Linked DNA regions of Oncorhynchus mykiss: region 2 is linked to region 1. Evidence: chromatin contacts called from public Hi-C data. All regions are on one chromosome and are shown on one strand. Each heading gives the region's core, a stretch centred on a gene start, on an enhancer-like site or on the middle of the called end of the contact. The rest is flanking DNA. Distances are from core to core; before and after follow the strand shown. Region 1 holds the start of ddo (D-aspartate oxidase). Region 2 holds the start of stxbp5b (syntaxin-binding protein 5).

Region 1 (3,815 bases), core at 387-2,886:
CCGTAACTAGTAAATATTCTCTCAAAATAGTCAGAATTAATCAAAGAAAACAAACAAAAAAAATCTGTCATTCATTGACGTTTTTGTCCAAGTTATCTTTAGTCGTACAATTTTACATCTAAGACGTTTGGTGCAGTATTTCTCAATCGAAAAAAACATGGAATGAAAACGATTCGCCTCTCGTTGAATGACAAACACAAACGCCGAAAAATTGTGGTGTGCACGAACAGCAGAAAGAAAACCTTGCCGAATGGTGCGTTCAAAACAACTGGGAACTCAATCTCCGACTTCCTTGTGTTAAATAGAACTGGGAACTCGGAAAAAAACTAGCTCCGACTTGGATTTTTTTTTTTTCCTAGTTCCCAGTTGGACTTCGGGCTAGAAGGTCGAGGGTTCGAGACCTGCTCCCTGCCTGTTTCATTACATTAGTGTCAGAAGTGATCGGACCATGTGTAACGGATGTGAAACGCTAGTTTAGTTAGCGGTGGTGCGCGCTAAATAGTGTTTCAATCGGTGACGTCACTTGCTCTGAGACCTTGAAGTAGTAGTTCCCCTTGCTCTGCAAGGGCCGCGGCTTTTGTGGAGCGATTGGTAACGATGCTTCGTGGGTGACTGTTGTTGATGTGTGCAGAGGGTCCTTGGTTCGCGAGGGGACGGTCTAAAGTCATACTGTTACACTTGCATCCACGACAATGCGTGTGCTTGATAGGTGTGCGCGTTCCTGTAAAACGTAGTCCCAAATTAGCGCGAGGACGCGCTCTTTGAAAAGAGGGAGAAGTGCAACGACCCTGGGTTTATAAACGCGGATATCAACTGCCGTACGAGCATGCGTGTTTTCAATACAATACACACAAACTGTCCCCAAATGTCATGTTTCTAGTAGTTACTACTGTCAAAGTCAAAATGAGCAAAATTGTAATAATTCACGAATGTAATTGAAGGTTGAAGGTTCGGCATAAGGTTAATAATTGAAGGTTCGGCATAAGGTTAGCAGTGTGGTTAAGGTTAGGTTTAAAATCAGATTCTAAAATGATAAAACGGTAGAAATGGGCGGTGTTTGTGATTTTGTGGCTGTAGAACTAGTGACGACCAGCATGCGGAGCTGGGTAGACCAACAAGTGTACGCACACTAATAGCAGTGTTCTTGGATATTGGACCGTTGGCTTTTATACTTGTCGAGTTCTCAGCGCAGCTCAAGCAATTTCTCCAACTGTCAACACCTTCAAATGAACATTGGACGTGTACCCGAGACGCGTTGGTTGGGAATTGTGGGGAGGTGCGTGTTCGGGCAGTAGTAGGCAGTAGGCTCCCTGGGGCGGCAGGGTAGCCTAGTGGTTAGAGCGTTGGACTAGTAACCGGAAGGTTGCAAATTCATATCCCCGAGCTGACAAAGTACAAATCTGTCGTTCTGCCCCTGAACAGGCAGTTAACCCACTGTTCCTAGGCCGACATTGAAAATAATAATTTGTTCTTAACTGAACTAAATAAAGGAAACATAAAAATAAAGTAGTGCCCTGCGGATTGTGGTCTCAGAGCCGTTCCTCGGAAATGTTCGACCTGCTAACTGGTTGTGCATAACTACAACCAGTTAGCAAGTCAGAATTGTCAGTCTCCTAGTTCCGACTGGTATTTCAACGCAGCATGTGGCAATGGGACGCCGGGCTATCGCGTCTGTGGACTATGTATGAGTGTGCTTAAAATCTCAGGCATGCGCAGCAGTGAGCCACTGATCGTAATACGCTCTGGTTGGTACAATTTTCCTATTTCCCACCGTTGTTGTCTAGCAAACAACTGTTTTTGTCACGTAATTGTTTGAAATTTAGTTCAGGTTCTTGTTTAATTGTAGGCGAATCTTTATTATAGGCGACATGACGTCTGCTCTCTAAGGTCAACTTGAAGAATGTTGGACAACCTTTTACAAGAGACATGCAGTCGCTTAGCAGCCTTTTTCTATGTCATAACTGTGTTTGTAGTTCTCGTACAGTACACTATGAACACTATGGTTATTAACAGATTAACATATGAATAAAAAATACTTCACCGCTTCATAGCGCATCAGTAGTTGGCTGGATGCAAACTCATAAAGGCACACGGGATTTATTTGAATCCTTTCAGGACTTTAACCCCCGCAGAGTAGGGTGAAGTTGCCTCTAGACTCTGATCTTGGGTCAGTTTTGCATGTCCCCCACTGATGTTTAAGGTTGGGGGAGGGGAACTGATCCTCTATCTGCGCATCCCACAGATACAAACTAGCCCGATAGAGAATTCTATTACATAATGATTTGGCTGTTCATTATGCAGAGTAGTAAGTTAGTTTGATACTTTGTGACCTTGCACAGCCTGCAGGTAGGCCAACACATTCGTTGGAGAAGTTCTGTTAGGTAATCATAATAGATTATGGGCAAATAGCAGTGTTTTATGTAAATGCCCTTAAGAAAAAATATTGCAGTCAGAATGCGGTATAACTGCAGTATCCTGCAATTACTGCATCCCAAATACCACAGGCGACTGGTTACTGAAGCTTCAAAGGGGTGATTATAATATTTTTCAACTTGCTCTATTTCACTTCAAAATCCCAAGCAGTGTTGGATACATTTAATCCAGATAAATCAAAATGTTGATTAAAAAAGGTTGAATGTTTAACACTTGAGTCAAGTGGAGTGGTGAGTGTATGTACAAATAACCCATTGTCATTTAATTTACATTAACCAACCAACGTATCCTTAAACTTTAGCCCCATGTTATATATATATAAATATATATAAATGTAACCTTTTAACTAGGCAAGTCAATAAAGAACTCATTCTTATTTACAATGATGGCCTACCAAGAGGCAAAAGGTCTGATGCAGCGACGTGGCTGGGATCAAAAAGAAACATGTAGGACTGGAACACTGCAATGCTGTTTCAGTTGTTCTTCCACCCCTTTCTCCCCTACACCCTCCCCTTTCTCCCCCCACACCCTCCCCTTTCTCACCTCACACCCTCCCCTTTCTCCCCCCACACCCTCCCCTTTCTCACCTCACACCCTCCCCTTTCTCCCCCCACACCCTCCCCTTTCTCACCTCACACCCTCCCCTTTCTCACCTCACACCCTCCCCTTTCTCCCCCCACACCCTCCCCTTTCTCACCTCACACCCTCCCCTTTCTCCCCCCACACACTCCCCTTTCTCCCCACACACTCCCCTTTCTCCCCCCACACACTCCCCTTTCTCCCCCCACACACTCCCCTTTCTCCCCCCACACACACCCCTTTCTCCCCACACACCCTCCCCTTTCTCCCCACACACCCTCCCCTTTCTCCCCACACACCCTCCCCTTTCTCCCCTACACCCTCCCCTTTCTCCCCTACACCCTCCCCTTTCTCCCCCCACACCCTCCCCTTTCTCCCCTACACCCTCCCCTTTCTCCCCCCACACATCCTCCCCTTTCTCCCCCCACACCCTCCCCTTTCTCCCCCCACACCCTCCCCTTTCTCCCCCCACACACTCCCCTTTCTCCCCCCACACACTCCCCTTTCTCCCCCCACACACCCTCCCCTTTCTCCCCCCACACACCCTCCCCTTTCTCCCCCCACACACCCTCCCCTTTCTCCCCCCACACACTCCCCTTTCTCCCCCCACACACTCCCCTTTCTCCCCCCACACACCCTCCCCTTTCTCCCCCCACACCCTCCCCTTTCTCCCCCCACACACTCCCCTTTCTCCCCCCACACACTCCCCTTTCTCCCCCCACACACTCCCCTTTCTCCCCCCACACACTCCCCTTTCTCCCCCCACACACTCCCCTAACCCGGACGACGCTAGACCAATTGTG
Region 2 (3,815 bases), core at 556-3,055, 180 kb after region 1:
GATCCTCTATAACCACAGTTTCCTCCATTAACTGTATATGATGATCTTCATAGAAGCCAATATAAGGTCATATCAACTTTACCAACATAGAATCTCCATTGAGCATGCTTTTAAGTCAAGGACTAAACCAAGACTTACGCCATTGTCTGGGAAATTGGTCCTAAATCAAATCTGCATTGTTTCGGGCACTGCACTGGGACTGTCAATATTGGTAGTTTTGTTTCCTTCCTATTAAAATAAAAAAGGATACAGTCTCACAGCTCCGCTCTGAGTCCCGATGGCCAGAATTTTTTGCACAGGGTCAAAGGCCATGGAGGAGGGCTGGTAGGGAAAGCCATGGCGCACAGTCTGGAGGAGAGAAGAAGAACACAATCTGCATTAGCTAGCTGCTAGATTACATCCAGATGCACTATTTTACAGACAGTTAAGTACAGTTATGTCATCTCATGTTTTATATAACCAGGAAACTGTCCAACATTGAGAGGCATTAATCTTCACCTAAATACCAACGATTTATGCTCAGTTTAAATCAATCTAGCTGAGTGTGTCGCTTTTTCTCAGAACCAAAAAAGCAAAAGATTTCTAGTAAGGTAGCTATCTTGACAACAAGCTATGTTCTTTCACTGTCAGATCACTGGACAGCTGCTGTAGTTTGTTAGCTAGCTAGCCAATGTCTGGATGACCTAGCTATCTATTTATAATCCAGAGAAACGGGATTATTCAGATTTAATTTATGGCTGGCTGTTGTGGACACTAATAGTCACTAGCCTGGCGTCATTTAGCTAACTAGTTAGGCAGCTATGAAGCTATGGCAATATCAGAAACGGGGACCGTGGGAGGCAGTCAGTTGATTAGCAATACATTCCTCTGCAGGTTTGACAACTAGCAACACTAGTAGCTAACTAGATGGCTACCCCCCTAGCTACAAGATCCACACCAATGCAATATCAGCATAGGCACAAATAACAAAAATACAAACTACTATTGCCACACAGAAAACTGACTAGCCGACGTCGACGTTTTAGAAATCACGAGCTGTTATCTTCAATGATTCCCAGCAAAACAATCGTCGCCGGCTTAGTTGATCGTAGCCCACCTTGCAGAGCTGAAAATGCTCCGATTGTAGCGTCTCTTGGATCACATCGTTTTGATTAGTTCCTGGTTGTGGAGATGCAGTGCCAGAGGAAGAAGCAGTCAAGCCGTCCAGCACTTTTCTGATATTGAACTTCTTCATTTTCCACCAATACAGACGAGGACAAAACACAAAAAATTGATCAACGAAGCCACCATAAATGTTATATAGCGGTAACAGTTACCTAGATAACGTAAACTGCTCTTAAGACGCACACTTGGCTAATATCGCATGTTACGGACGGTGTAGTCACCGCACTTTCCATAGCATCATTCACAAGAACACAGTTTATGAACATTAATGCATTGTCGAAAATATTTGTTTTATCCATCGATACAATATCCAGTCGGAGTCGATCGTAGGCTCTCCTGACGACAGCCACTATCAGCTAGCCAGCCCAGCTAACACGGAAACGCAGTGAACCGCAGTGACGAGTCTGCGCGGTAGAGGCAGCAACACGGATGTAAGCTAAACATTGGAGCCAATAAAGTACAAATCTAAATAAATCTGTATTTTTGGAAACCTATGTTGGAAAACAAATTATGAATCACTGAATAAGATAGTAACATTCGTCAATTGTGTTATCCATCGAGCTTACTAGACAAAGTCACAAACCAAGCGCTCATTCACAGACAGTACAGTATAAAGATAGGCTAAAACTGAAATCCACGATCACACTTATAGGCGCTGTCATGGCGACGTTGGATAAGTAGGCTCATGCGTACAAACACGTCATCGGGTCTAACGGTCGTCTCGCGCCGATCTGCGCATGTGTTGGCCGTCAAATCAAAGGCACACCTTCGATATAAAGTTGTTTTTGACGAAAATTGGTTGGTCACCTTTAGGAGTTTGGAGTAATAACATGTTCAACTACTTGACATTGTTTCGAATCTAGATTGAGCCTTTAGGTTTCGAGAAAACAACTACAGAAGAATGTTTCATTTCTCTCAAACCCCAAACAACGGCCATGTCTGTTTGGTCTGTTTCGCGTTCCCGGAAGTCTTGCAATGTTGCAACTCTGGGTTTAGAAACTCTGTGGCTCATCATTAAAAATATCACAAAATCGCATATGTATACCATTGGCGTACCACGGACCAGTTATACCATAAGTAAAATGACAAATTCAGACAGGTTTTCTCGTCATGGTCCTTAGTTTATGAGCATAATTTTCTCCACACAGATATTATATATGGAAAAGTCGGGCCATTGTAAATTCAGAGGGTCTTTTAGTTAATTTTAAGGAATTCTTATCACTTTACAAGGTCCCTGTAACACCTAAAGATTTTGCAATTGTTTTAGATGCCATTCCCTCAGGTGTTTCTTCATTATTCAGGAACGTGTCAAGACCTGACCCTCAGAACATACCGACGATTACCCCTGTTGACTCATCAGTAGGAAAGATTTGTTTTTCTTTTAGTCCATTCAACAACAGTAGGGCTCTACAAGCCTTGTTTCAACAGGATGTCATGCCTTATTGAAATGGTTTTATTGATAATATGTGTTGGGAAAAAGTTTGGATGTACCTACATTCCCACTTATTAACAAAATGAAGGAGGTTTCTTTTAAAATTATTCATAAATATTATCCTACCAACCACTATACGAAGAAGTAAAAGAAAAACATACATTCAAATTGTACCTTTTGTAATGAACACCCAGAAACAGTGTTGCATCTTTTTTTTAGCTTTGTATTCATGGAAGGAATCTGTGACAAGACATCAGTAGATATATAATTGAACACATTTATGAAGATTTTACATTATTATGGAGAGATGTGCTGCTTGGATTCTTTACCTACAATAGAAATAAGTGGAAACAATTTTATGATGTTCATTTCATCATTCTTTTGGCCAAATTTCATATTCACAAATGTAAATTTACAAACAAAACACCACATTTAATTACCTTACAAAAAGAAATTGAACTACATTTTAAGACAATTAAATACTCTACTAACAAAAAAGCTGTTAGAATGATAAATGTCTGTATGTCCCTTAAGGTCCTTGTGTAATGTGATATTGTACCCCCTAGCCCCGCCCCTAGTCCAGCCCCGCCCCTAGCCCAATTGTCCTTGGTATATTCTTTATATATCCTTGTTTCCCCAGGTACTTTTTGTATTGATTTGTTGTTAATAAAAAACAATTGAAAGGGGAAGGGAAAAAAAGGATAAAAGTGACAAATTCCTACCACCTTGCTTGTGTCTGCATCTCATGACCAGAGGACCGTTTTACTGATGTTCAGAGACATGCAGTGGAAGAAAAAATATATGTTGTTGTTTCATTGTTATCGGCGTTGTTTTTTTTATAAGTATGAAACACTATTTAACATTAAAACAGACAATTACTCATGAGAGAATTCATTATATATTTATTTCATTGGTCAAATATTGCTACTGGAGGTGGCTAATTGCTATTACCTATGAGTTCAGAGTGTGAAAAAGATAGCCTGGTCCCTCTGTAGATGTTCTTGCCAACTCCATTGCTCAAGCCAATGTTTGGCATGTGAGTGACAAGGAGTTGGCACGATAGCACATACAGCCTGGTGTTCATGCTATGGAAAATGTACACTAGATGGCACAATTTACCAACATTGCTACCCAGCAGTCACTCTCACAGAGTTACCGACATGGAAGGGACAACTAGAAAACGAAGAAAAGACATTGGTGATGTCGATGGGAATTGGTA

What was found. Hi-C and Micro-C count contacts between places; a contact is called where the count stands out from the background.
Region 2: a Hi-C map of liver shows a contact between it and region 1, with 2.4 times the contacts expected there. The contact joins the promoter of stxbp5b here to the promoter of ddo in region 1. A contact is called at or near these places in 2 of 3 Hi-C or Micro-C datasets (blood and liver).

The regions. Positions count from the first base shown.
Region 1 is chr25:36,710,647-36,714,461 of USDA_OmykA_1.1, forward strand. It overlaps ddo (D-aspartate oxidase), which reads left to right and starts at 1,637. Exons shown (of 7, transcript XM_036962634.1): 1 at 1,637-1,745. The region is part of intron 16 of LOC110505847 (ensconsin); the gene reads left to right. It overlaps LOC118944239 (a long non-coding RNA gene), which reads right to left and starts at 360. Exons shown (of 3, transcript XR_005039533.1): 1 at 1-360.
Region 2 is chr25:36,890,061-36,893,875 of USDA_OmykA_1.1, forward strand. stxbp5b (syntaxin-binding protein 5) reads right to left here and starts at 1,806. Exons shown (of 26, transcript XM_021585330.2): 1 at 1,097-1,806; 2 at 251-348. The coding sequence starts at 1,234.